Linked DNA regions of Triticum aestivum: region 1 is linked to region 2. The links are chromatin contacts, called in public Hi-C maps. All regions are on one chromosome and are shown on one strand. Each heading gives the region's core, a stretch centred on a gene start, on an enhancer-like site or on the middle of the called end of the contact. The rest is flanking DNA. Distances are from core to core; before and after follow the strand shown. Region 1 holds the start of LOC123182147 (protein S-acyltransferase 8). Region 2 holds the start of LOC123182145 (protein LIKE COV 2).

Evidence for each region. A called contact is a pair of places that touch in the nucleus more often than the background predicts.
Region 1: a contact with region 2 is called in a Hi-C map of leaf, with 4 times the contacts expected there. The contact joins the promoter of LOC123182147 here to the promoter of LOC123182145 in region 2. A contact is called at or near these places in 3 of 5 Hi-C or Micro-C datasets (all in leaf).

What each region holds. Positions count from the first base shown.
Region 1 is chr1D:368,924,189-368,930,143 of IWGSC CS RefSeq v2.1, reverse strand. LOC123182147 (protein S-acyltransferase 8) reads left to right here and starts at 3,580. Exons shown (of 5, transcript XM_044594620.1): 1 at 3,580-3,891; 2 at 4,187-4,372; 3 at 4,469-4,762; 4 at 5,717-5,950. The coding sequence starts at 3,838.
Region 2 is chr1D:368,493,672-368,500,327 of IWGSC CS RefSeq v2.1, reverse strand. LOC123182145 (protein LIKE COV 2) reads left to right here and starts at 3,354. Exons shown (of 8, transcript XM_044594619.1): 1 at 3,354-3,632; 2 at 6,241-6,293; 3 at 6,375-6,484. The coding sequence starts at 3,513.

The sequences.
Region 1 (5,955 bases), core at 2,331-4,830, 430 kb before region 2:
GCAATCCCCTCCGCGCCCTCTTTCTTGGGCAACAACACTATATTTGCGGAGTTGAGCCAATGGAGATTAGATGTGTGAAGGGAGTCAAACTGGTGTATCACCCTCATCATGTCGAACTTAATGACGTCCCAACACTTCTTAAAAAAAGCTCCAGTGAAGCCGCCCGGCCCGGGCGCCTTGTCACTTGGCATGTCATTGATTGCCTCACGTACCTCCTCAACGGTGATGGGTGAGTCGAGGCTGTGCAAGTCATGTACCTCTAAGTTGAGCTCCTCCCAATTTAGATCCTTATTGCATGTGTTCCCTTTTTTCATCACTTCAGAAAAGTGGTCCAGAATGAGCTTCTCCTTAGCGTCATGCTCGGTGATCCACCCTTGGTCATGCTTTAGCCTATGAATGTGATTTTTCCTCCTTCTAGCATTAATCCGGCGATGGAAGAACTTGGTGTTGGCATCACGCTCCTTGAGGTTAGCAATTCTCGCACTTTGCTTTTTCCGAGCTCTCTCAAGCACGGCCAAGCTAATGACCCTCCTTTTAAGCCTCGCCCTAAGGTCACTCTCCTCAGGGGAGAGTTGTCGGGTCTCTTGAGCGATGTCGAGGCGTAGGATCACCAATAGGGCGGCATGTAGGTGAACCTTTGCCTTGGAGAAAAGGCCCCTACTCCATTCGGAAAGGCGGAGAGCCACCTTCTTGAGCTTATGGAACATGACTTGATATGGCTCAACGTGCTCGAGCGGCTCGATCCAAGCCTTTTTGACCACCTCCATAAAGCCGGGCATAGCAATCCAAAAAAATTCAAACTTGAAGGTTCTAGGCTTCCGAGGCCCCTTGTCATCGGCGAGGAGAAGCGGGCAGTGATCGGATAGTGAGGACGAGAGGGCGTGAAGCAGATGAGTGCTGAAAGTGGTGTCCCATTCGGCATTGCAAAAAAAGAGTCCAGTTTGCACATAGTCGGATTTTCCCTCTCGTTGCTCCAAGTGAACCTCCTATTTTGCAAGTGTATCTCTTTAAGCTCACCACTTTGCAGTGTCGCTCGGAACCGATTAATTCTACTTCGATTGACATGCCTTTTATTTTTATCTCCATTTTGAATGCACTGGAACCAAATGCACAAGTTTCCCTGATCATTATGCACTGCAACAAAGACATCTGGGGTCTTGTGGACTGTAGCAACTGATCTCTTTTAGCAAAGCCTCTCTCACTCCAGGTTCCATCTCAATGTCCAATGGTGTTTCCACCGAAAGTTGATGGTCCTTCCACCGGTTCCCACACCTGAAAAGAAGCCTTTTCTTTTCCCCATATAGGATTCCAACGCCTCCAGATTTTCTCTACCGTTATTTTACTACTCTACTACTCCTCTGTATTACTCATACACTACATAGACGTTTTTTTATACAAAGAGAGTATCGAAAACCGTCTTATATTTTGATATAGAGGGGTACTGCTCGTAGAGATTACGGACTTCCTCTGCGTTTTCTCCACATTTCAAATCGGTGCATGTGCATTATGCCACAATGCTAATCCCTGTTTTCTTTTTCATACTCGTAGTCGTAGTTGCTTAATCTAGATCAGGTGTTAAAATATGTTTATGTGAGGGACGGCAGGTCAGGTCTGGTCGGTCAAAAAGAAAAAGAATATATGGGCATCATTCGCTCCCCAAACAAGATATTATATCCTGCGTGTGAATGATGGATTGACGAACACGCACACGTGCAGCTTAATAATAATCCGGCTCGTGAGCAAAATCATGCTGCCTGATGGAGGAAAGTGTCGCGCCCTAGGCGGGTAGGCTCTTCTGGTGTCTGTACTCGTGGCCCCACCGGAGGCCACACCTCGATGCTCCCGGTCCCAGTCCCAGCGGACAGCGAGAGGCGCTTGCTCAGCTGGCTGGGCCCGGTCCACGGTGCAACCAGAGTCCAGAAACGTAGCTGGACGGTTGACCCTCCGTGGACCCCCGGGCCGACCTGGCGCCGTCCGTTTCTACTACTACTACTAGTCTGGACCCGGTGCAGGAGTCGCTCGCTGCCGTGCTGGCTTGCCTGCCTGCCGTTTTGGTGCTGGCATGGTGGGGCCGTTAGGGATGGGTTCTTTGCACATGAGCCCCTCACACCAACTTGGGGTTTTTGCTAAAAAACAACAACAACTTGGAGCTCAGAGCGCATTGTGGTGTTTTTATGTTTGGCAGTGCATTAGCCTTTGCTTATATGGGTGGAAAATATCTGAGCAGTGATAGATAGCCTGAGTTTTGTCACACTCCTCTTTTCTAAATGGTGGCAAGCAATGGACAAAGCGCGGTCAAAAATAAATGGCTTCGGCAACTTGGTAAATTTTGACAAAAGGGTCCCACACGCCAGTTGGCTCCACACGGGCCCCATGCGAGGGTGCGATCGTGTGGCTGCATGAGGCGAACCGGCGGCTGTGAGCTTGCCGCGCCCTAGTACAAACCCGTGAATGTGTGTGTCCATATTTCCCGTTGATAAAATGCTCAAGTCTATAATCGACAATGCGTGGAACAACCTGTGAGTAGAGTGCATCTTGACACAATTATGGTGGTGAATCATACAATAGACATCCATATATGTGACGGTTTTTGGCAAATATGGTGTCCTATTTCACTAAACATGTTTACTATTTTCAGATGTAGATCATACTATGTCGACAGTAGCAAAAGAAGAAAATTAATTAACCCATGAGAATGCCCTAGAGAAACCGCTTACCCCTCATTTCTAGAAGTCTTGTATATATGGCCCCCTCATGCAACAAAACATGCATTGTAAACAATTACATTGTGTTGGAAAGTACTCCCTCCGTCTCAAAATAAGTGTCTCAAACTTAGTACAACTTTGTACTAACTTTGTACTCCCTCTGTTCACTTTTATAAGGCTTTGTAGACGTTTCAGACATTGTGCAAAACAGCTCAATTTCGCTTGTCTGAAACGACTTATAAAAGTGAACGGAGGGAGTACTAGAGTTGTGACACTTATTTTGGGACGGAAGGAGTGATAAATTATGCGAGGCACAATATGGTATATACATGCATGATTTTTTGGGTAAGAATTAGTGTCGCATTAAGAGAAAAGGATCCCTCAAAATATACTCAAAGCTTTTTACTGATGGAAAGTAAAAGTCTTTGATTTGCACGATTAGAAAAGGAAAGTATCTTAAAATAGTACGATTGCAATGACATAGTGCTTTATAAAGCTATAAAATAAATAACTACTGTACATGTTTGATTGCACAGCAGGAAAACTACAAGAATTTGTGAAAAGATGCAAGTCAATCAAATTTTCTAGTGTGAAATGGAACACAAAGGCGTCATATGGGTGACAATCAATCTTAAAAACCAATTAAACAACATATGAGATGCACACAGTAAATCCAATCATATTATTTTTCTTGTAAAATTTCCAAGAAATTCTCAAGTTTTTCTTGTAGTTGTCCCATACACTCATGAGTTTCGTTCCGGTGAAGCCCGGGGGGCCATCTGCAAAAGGAGCGCCCTCCCCTCCCTCGTCTTCAGTTCCGTTCCGTCTGCCAGCTCGCGTCGCCCAATTTTCTACTCTGCTCCCCCAAATTCTAATCTAAGAAAGGAAAAAGGCGGCCGTTTTACACCTCACCAGCCGCCCCCACGCACAAAGGCGACGCAAGCAAGCAGCTTTCCTCGCCTCATCTCCCTCCCTCTCCCTCCCAGTTCCTCGCTCGCGCACCAACTCTTTCAAAATCCCCCACTTTCTCGCGTGCCTGCGTCGATTCCGTCCGTCGTGCTCGCCGCCGGTTCGGGGCGCGCCTGGATGAGGCGGCCCCGCTGACCGGAGCCGAATCCGCCGCGCGCCGCCCATGGCGCAGCCGCAGCCGCAGCAGCGGGTCTACCAAGCTTGGAAAGGGAATAATGTAAAGATCCTCCGCGTCTCCCTCGCCCTGGCCTCTGCTTCCAGCCCGTGAACTGGGAATCTTGGTTCAAGAATTTGTGTTGTTTCTGCCCGGTTCTTTCCTGGGGAATTCCACTTCTCGCTCTTTATTTCGGCAGTTTTATTTAGCGCCTGTATGTGTTTTATTATTGTCCCTGACACTCCCTGGCGGCGTGAACAGTAGAGTGCTTAGTGTGATTTGATTCGTCGCCGTGTGCTGAAGATGTGAAATTTTCTTGCAATGCGCGGGCGTGACATGGTTGGTTGGCTGTCTGCAGAGGTTCTTCCTCGGAGGGAGACTGATATTCGGACCCGATGCCAAGTCCCTGCTCGTCTCGGTTGCGCTCATCGTGGTGCCGGTTCTCGTCTTCTGCGCCTTCATCGCGCCGCACCTCCTCCACCGATTCTCCGGCTACAACGCAGGATACGCGATTCCTGCGGTGGCAGTGGGGTTCATGATCTATGTGAGTTCATTGTGGCCATTCCTGCAGGCAGTAATCAGTTAACCAGTGAGCATTTGGGGCACTCATCTTGTTGGTTTTTTGTTTTGTACACTGTAGGTGCTTCTGTTGCTGCTGACCACCTCAGCTCAGGATCCTGGTATCGTGCCTCGTGCATCGCATCCACCGGAGGAAGATTTTGCGTATGGCAATCCGTTAGCCGGGGAAACACCCGGCAGGCTGCAGTTTCCCCGTATAAAGGAAGTGATGGTTAATGGGATGCTTGTGAAAATAAAGTATTGCGACACCTGCATGATTTACCGGCCTCCGCGGTGTTCGCACTGTTCGATATGCAACAATTGTGTGGAGCGATTCGATCATCATTGCCCCTGGGTTGGACAATGCATTGGTCAGGTACACCATTTTCTGCACACTGAACTCCTTACTTAAAGAAACTCAAAAAGATCTTGAACCATTTACTTCCAGATGGATATGCCTTGAGCCAGAGGGAGGGAGAAATAATTTTATATGGACTTAATCAGATAGGGTACTGGGATTGGGCTATCGACAAGCTCATTTGATATTGTGAACATAACATGACATGATTCACATGATTCTTGGTGTCTACTAGTTACTCTAGAGCACTATCTTCTCGTTAACGAGGCAAAGATGTATTGTTCTCCTCTGCTGAAGTGTGTGCTTCCTTAGAAATGTTGTGCCTTATCAGTTGTGCGGAATTGCTTTGCTAATGTGATTTTGCTTGACTTGCCTTGGTATCCTTTCTTACATGTTCTTAATTAATTAAGCATGAAACCATTCTTCATCACAGTAATTGATACCACTTGAGGGACAAGTTTCTGTTTGAACTTTTATAGGGCACAATGTAAACCCATCATCTATACTTCAGTTCGTTGGCCTGATTAGTTTCATATTTGTGGGATGACAATTTTTCCATAAGAGAGAAGCAAATGTACTAGGCTACAAACTACAATTTGTTTTAGGATATTCTCTAGTTTTCCTTTAAAAAGGTTACAAACTACAATAGAAAGCAGCTAAGAATCAGCTAGCCTGTAAGTAGCTCAAGCAAATGAAAAAATCACAAAAATAGTACAATAACGGAGGATTATACTGATGATAGCGTCCTCTATCTTCCACTCTCCACACTATATTTTAGAAGCCACATATTTGGGTGTTGTATAGGTCATGCACATGCAAGAAACCATTGATTTGCTAGGTGAAAAATGCATATGAAACTAAGAGATACTCAGAACCTTGTTTTTGTTGTAAATGTTAGGAAATTTTGATGCAGTTTGTATATTACCACCTTTGTCTCCTGATATTTTATTCTTTCACTTTTACATTGTGCAGCGCAATTACCGATACTTTTTCCTATTTGTTTCGTCCTCGACTCTTCTTTGCATTTATGTCTTTGCCATGTCGGCACTACACATCAAGTTTCTCATGGAAGGAGACTATCCTACAGTATGGAAGGCTTTCAAACATTCTCCAGCTTGCTTGGTGCTTATGATATATTGTTTCATTGCTCTCTGGTTTGTTGGCGGGCTCACTGGATTTCATTCATATCTCATTAGCACTAACCAGGTTAG
Region 2 (6,656 bases), core at 2,105-4,604:
TTATGCTATGCGATGCTACTTGGAGGACTTCAATCTACTCTCTTCTACATGCTGCAAGATGGAGATGGCCAGAAGCGTAGTCTTCGTCAGGACTAGCTATCCCCCTTTTATTCTGGCATTCTGCAGTTCAGGCCGCTGATATGCCCCTTTACACATATACCCATGCATATGTAGTGTAGCTCCTTGCTTGCGAGTACTTTGGATGAGTACTCACGGTTGCTTCTCTCCCTTTTTCCCCTTTCCTATCTTTCTGGTTGTCGCAACCAGATGTTGGAGTCCAGGAGCCAGACGCCACCGTCGACGACGACACCTACGACACTGGAGGTGCCTACTACTACGTGCAGGCCGCTGACGACGACCAGGAGTAGTTAGGAGGATCCCAGGCAGGAGGCCTGCGCCTCGTTCGATCTGTATCCCAGTTTGTGCTAGCCTTCTTAAGGCAAACTTGTTTAACTTATGTCTGTACTCAGATATTGTTGCTTCCGCTGACTCGTCTGTGATCGAGCACTTGTATTCGAGCCCTCGAGGCCTCTGGCTTGTATTATGATGCTTGTATGACTTATTTATGTTTTAGAGTTGTGTTGTGATATCTTCCCGTGAGTCCCTGATCTTGGTCGTACACATTTGCGTGTATGATTAGTGTACGGTCAAATCGGGGGCGTCACAGTATGGGAGGGGGTGAACGTCGTCACGCTGGATGGATCGCCCCTCCAGACGGCTTCACTAAACTTAACGTTGATGCTGCAATAGGCCGAGGAGGGAGATATGGAGCCGTTGCGGCGATCTGCAGAGAGCAAGATGGAAGGTTTCTAGCGGCGTCAACACTTATCTTCAAGCATATATCTGATCCAACCACACTTGAAGCTTTGGCGGTCAGAGAGGGCCTTGATCTTGCTACTAATCTGAATGTTGCAAGGGTTTATGCTGCTACAGACTGCAAAGGAGTGGTACAGGAAGTAGAAGGAGGAAGTGCTGCGGTTTATGGCTCAATAATCAGAGAGATCAAGATACAAATGACTTCGTTTAATTCTTGTAATTTAGTTTATCAGTTTAGAAGCTCAAACTTTGATGCTCACAACTTAGCAAAGCATGCGTTGAGTTTGGGAGCTGGCCGCCATGTTTGGTTAGGCCAGCCAGATGGAATTGCATTCGTCCCTGTAAACATTGTGACGATATAATAAAGCTTTGCGAGGTTGCCTCAATTTTATTTATTTATTTACATAATCATTTAATTATAAGAAAAAAATCAAGTTTTCTTTAAAAGTGTCCACGAATTTTTGACAAAGTTCACGTGGATACCTTTTAAAACAAATGTTCACGTGACTAAAAGTATGTTCGTGTAATTTTAGATATTTTTTATATAAAAAATTCATGTATTTTTATTTTTTTAATTAAGCAAAACATCATGAAATTTTACAAAAAGGTTTCGCACATTTTATGAAAAATATTTGTATAAGTTTTTAAAAGTGTTCACAAATTTTAAATATTTTTTAATTTTAAAAAGTGTTCATGAGTTAAAAAATGTGTGTCTTTGTCAAACATATTTATATAAGTAGGGAAAATAAGAGAAAGAAAAATGAAGGTGGAAAAGAGAAAAGCAAAACAAAAATAGAAATCTAGAAATAAATACAAATTAAAAGAAGAAAAGACATTGAAAGATGGGCCTCGAGCATGTAAAGCACCCATGGACAATCAACGTGTTATTGCCAAAATATCCATTGTATGGCAGTCAGGGCAGACGCCGTGCTATGAAGCGCATGAAATGCTTTTAGTAGTTGTATCACGTCTCAACCCATCAAAACCTTAAGTGTATCTAGCATCAAGCTTGCATCATCGAGATATCGATCCAATCCTAGTACTAGCAATGGGTAAATGGGTTGCCTAGTTTAGCAATCTAAATGTTAACACCTGCTAATTTCTCTTTAGGGAGGGTGGAGGGGGTAGGAGATTTGGTCTTTGTAGGGGAGCGTGCTATGCAACAAAAAAGACTATTCACTCACGTCAATCTCAGGAATACTATGGAGGCACAAGTGATGATCATCTCACCAGTAATCCACCCAACTAAAGGTGAGGAAGAAGAGTTGATGAAGCTCGCTGATTCTTGCAGCTAGGTTATGCCTCCCGGTTACGAGAATTTTCTCCAGGATGATCAACCGATCTAGTGTAGAAGTAGACGACACCTCCAAGGCATCCACGTGTACTGATCTAGAGGCACTTCGTGGATTAAGACAAAGAGGTACTGCGAAAACTAGAGGGAGAGATAGCCTAGCGACGTAACAATCCATAGTCAGTCTAGATCAAAGAAAGAGAGAGGGCAGAGGGCAAGGGTAGTCGCCCTCCAAGGCCTTTTTGTCTGTCCATGGTGCGCTCCCACCTCTCATGTGTAGGTGGATGGGAAATAGGGATGGCCTACTTGGGAGGGGATCCTTCCTTGGTTCGGCCGACCTAGAAGAGGAGTCCTCCTAGGATCCACCCCTCGGGTGGCTTGCCCCACAAGTCATGTGGCAGGCGACCAACTTGGGTCCATGTGGCACCTTGCCCCTCAAGGCATAGGGGGCGGCTCACTAGTCACTAGGGACCCTTCATAATATTCTTGAAGGTTTGAGAACATTTCGGGGTCTTTCAGAAGCTTTAGCACCTTCCAGAGCATTCCAGGTAAATCCGGGACGCTCCCAAACCTCCTAGAACACTTCTGAGGTCATTCGAAATATTTCCGGAGCCCGTTTTCTCATTCTCTATGACCTTCTAGTCCTCCTGCATAACGCTAGTTAGTGAACGTGAGACTTTAATAATATGCGGATATGTTCGGAACACCTTTCGATCGATAATTATAAGCAAGATCTGGGCACCCATAGTAATAACCGCATACCAACGGAGATTTTTTATCAAGCCATCATCTTTTTATTTATTGCTTATACAATCGCATACAATTCCCTTTACTACGGCATACATTACAAAACCGGAGGCCCAATTATTATTATTATTATTTTAGGTGTAACCGGAGGCCCAAATGGACTCATGACCACGGCGGCCCAAACGCAAACAGGAGGACACGGCCCGTCGACTCAGAAGCATCGAACAAACAGTGGGCCCACGGATAAAACCAGGACACCGAGTCAGTCACCGACGACCGACCGCGCGCGCGACGGATTTGACCATGACCCTCGCCGCCGCGCTGCATCTGCAACCCGTAGCGTCCGCCGTCCGCTACGCCTCCTCCTCCTCCTCCCACAGCTGGGCCCACGCTATCTCCGGGACCCACGTTCAGTGACAGGTAGACCGTAGACCCCACGTCACATCCAACCGCACGGGCCCACGAGTACAACACACGGTAGCGTGGGGCAGTTCGGTCACTCCACGACGCGTCCCTCCCTCCCTCCCACCGCGGACTCCGCCACCAACCGCCTCCTCCTCTTTCCGCTGCAGCTGCTGCCGTCACACTAGCTACCGAAACCGTCGCCGTCGCCGTCCTCCTCCTCCGCTCCGCCGCCCGCCTCGACTCCGCCGCCGCAATGCCGGAGGAGAAGGAGTACGTCGCCGTGCCCATGGGCCAGGCGCCGGAGCCCGCGGACCCCGAGGACCCCGTCAAGTCGCCGCCGCGCCCCACCTCGCCGGCCACCTCCACCCGCCAGGTGCGATACGGATCGATCTGCCTTGCCACTCCCTGTAGCCCCCCACGACGTGGCGGGGCTTAGAGTTACCGAAACCCCTCTAGTTGCTTGCTCGGATCTGGGCGTGCCTCGGCGCTGCCGCCGTTTGATCGAATCCAAGGCTTCTGCCTGCCTTCCGGGGTTGTCACCGAGGTTGACTTTAAGGGTTTCCTTGGTTGCATTGGAGGTCCGCTTACTTGTCATGCGTATCGTGTGCTGTTGGTCAGATGTCTATGCCGTAAACAGTCCGAGAAATTGACTGCATCAGTGTCAGTGCGAGTCCTATTGGAGGTAGAGATACCTGTGTTGCTGCGGAGCTCCAGCCAGATGCCTGTGTTCGACAAAACTACTATTCAGATGCACGCCGCAGGTTTTAGAGCAACTCCAACGGACCGACCCAAACGGACGACGCTTTTGTCCGTTTGGGTTGGCCCGGCGGACACTAACGTCCGGCGCTGTGTTTGGGTCGGCGCAAGAGCCCAACGCTGGCCCGACCCATTTCGTCGGCGCGCCAAAAAAAAGTCTTGCAAGCATTTTAAAAATAAATACATGCATTTAATTAAACATAAAAGCCGGCCACGAAGGCCGGCGAAAGTCCACATTACATTAATTAAACACTAAAAACTAGACGACGCGCTTCCCTAGGCGTCCTCGTCGGCGGCGGCTTCTGCGTCGGGGCCGGTGAGGTCGATCAGCGTCGGCGCAGGGCCGGCCCAGGGGAACGTCGTGTTCCAGAGGGCGGCGATGTCGGGCTGCGCCGCCGCTGCCTGGGCCTGGCACGCCTCCTCTTCGGCCTCGCGCTCGAGCATCTGCAGGCGCTCGCCCTCCCGGCGCTCCTCGGCCAGCCGAACGCGGCGCCAGTGGTCGAGGTAGGCCGCCTCCTGCTTCTTCGTCGCCCCGAGCCAGATCGGTGGAGCACTGACCCACTCGCGCACTACTCCGGTCCAGGAGTAGCGCTCGAGGTAGGCCGGCTCCTCCGGCTCGGCTTTGGGCGGGGACGGCGGGGTCACCGGCGGCACGACGCAGTCGCCCGCCACGGAGAGGGCCATGGCCTCCGCCATGGCAGCCTCGAAAGCCGCCTCATCCGCCTCCCTCCACCGCTCCTCCTCCTCGCTCTCCTTAATGGCCGCCTGGTAGGCGGCCTCGGCCTCCTGGTCCTCGTCGCGGACGACGAGTGCGGGCAGCGGCAGGCTGTGGTCGACGCCGCGGACGCCGCGTTGCCTCGCCTCCCCGTGCTCGAAGGCGAACCATCGAGCCCAGTTGGGCGAGTCGACGGCGTAGTGCGGTTCGGCGCGCTGCTCCGGCGTCAGCAATGCCCGCCGGCGCAGCACCTCCTCCACATGGGCCCTCGCCGTCCGCGGCGCCGCCGGCGCTGGGATCCTCTCCGGATCCAAATGCCAGTCATGCGGCAGCGTCACGTCGGGATACGGCAGAGGCACGCGGTGGCGCCAGTGCCACTCGGCCTGGTGCAACGGCACATTGATGCGTTGCCTCTGCCGGGGAGCGCGCGGCGGCGCGGGGAGGGCGGGGAGGGCGGGGAGGGAGGGGGAATGGCGGGCGGGGGCCTTGCCCTTGCGGCTGCTGCCGATGCCGGAGAAGAAGCCCATGCTGGCGGTGGCTAGGGTTGTCGCCGGCGTGGGGGCAGGGGTGGCCAGATGGGGACGGGGGGCGAGTGGCAGTGGATGAGGACGGCCCCGCCGCACGCCCGGCTTAAAAAAGGATGACCGCCGTCGCTGACGCATGGGCCCAAGGTGGGCGGTCGTCATAAATTATGTTGACCGTCGTAGTTGGATGGCCGACAGGTGGGGACGCGGCAGACGGCGAGGAGACGCGCGGCGCGTCCGCTTCGCGTCCGTGCCGGCGCATTCCAGGCGCAATTTTGGGCCGGAAATGGGTCGGCGCGGACGCCGGGCGGACACGATTTGAGTTTGGGTCGGCGCGTTGGGCCGCCACTTTTGTCCGCGCCGACCCAAACGGACGCGGGCGGACGAAATGGGTCGCCCCATTGGAGTTGCTTTTATAACCTGGTAAAAGTGAATTTAATGAAGTTTAGATGTGGTCATCTTGCGTGTGTCTGAATGACCTCCTACAACAGTGTGCTTGGTTTGGTCATGATATTGAACATGCTGTATGCGCATTTGCTTTATTCTCATAAATAGCAAATGCATATGAGCACTGGCTCTGCAGGTTATAGTTCTGTTGGAGAATATGCAAATGCAACTAACAATAGGAATTTGACAACTGCAATTAGTTAACTGCCCCGTAGTATTAGGTTTTTGGAACCCGGAACTCCAAACCCATGAACTGACACTAAAACTTGACAGCATCCTTCTGGGCGATCATACTGCTTAAATATTTTGGTTATCCGTACATATTTTCCATCTTGAAGTGTCGTTTAATTAACCATCGGTTCTTAGCCACTAGAGCGTAAAGATTTTTCGATCAAAGTAGACAACACTTGGACCCAGTATTATTACTTTACGTTCTTGTTCTGTTCTCTCATTTTACCTGAATGAGCTGTACTTTCTCTGCATGCTATGCTATATCTTTTCAAACTAGTTATTTCATACCTAACCTACTCATTCAATAGGCATGCTTTGCGGTCCTTCAAAGCTGGGTGTCAAGAAAATTTATGACTGGATGGTATGCTTTGCAAGAACTGATTCATAGAAGTTGCAATACCTGTAAATTATCCATGCCTAATATTCTCTTTTTTGTTTGCAGTGTAGTTATTTTCCCAATGGCTGTGACATTCTTCATCACTTGGTGGTTTATTCGATTTTTCGATGGATTTTTCAGTCCACTCTATGCAAAGCTTGGAGTTGATGTATTTGGTAATTGTTCCACAAATACTTATGTCTAGCCACTTGCTGGTCATGGTAAAATTGTAGTATCAGACAAACAGTAATACTCTCTCCGTAAAGAAATATAAGAGCGTTTATAGATCACTAAAGTGATCTAAACGCTCTTATATTTCTTTACAGAGGGAGCACATATTTACTCTAT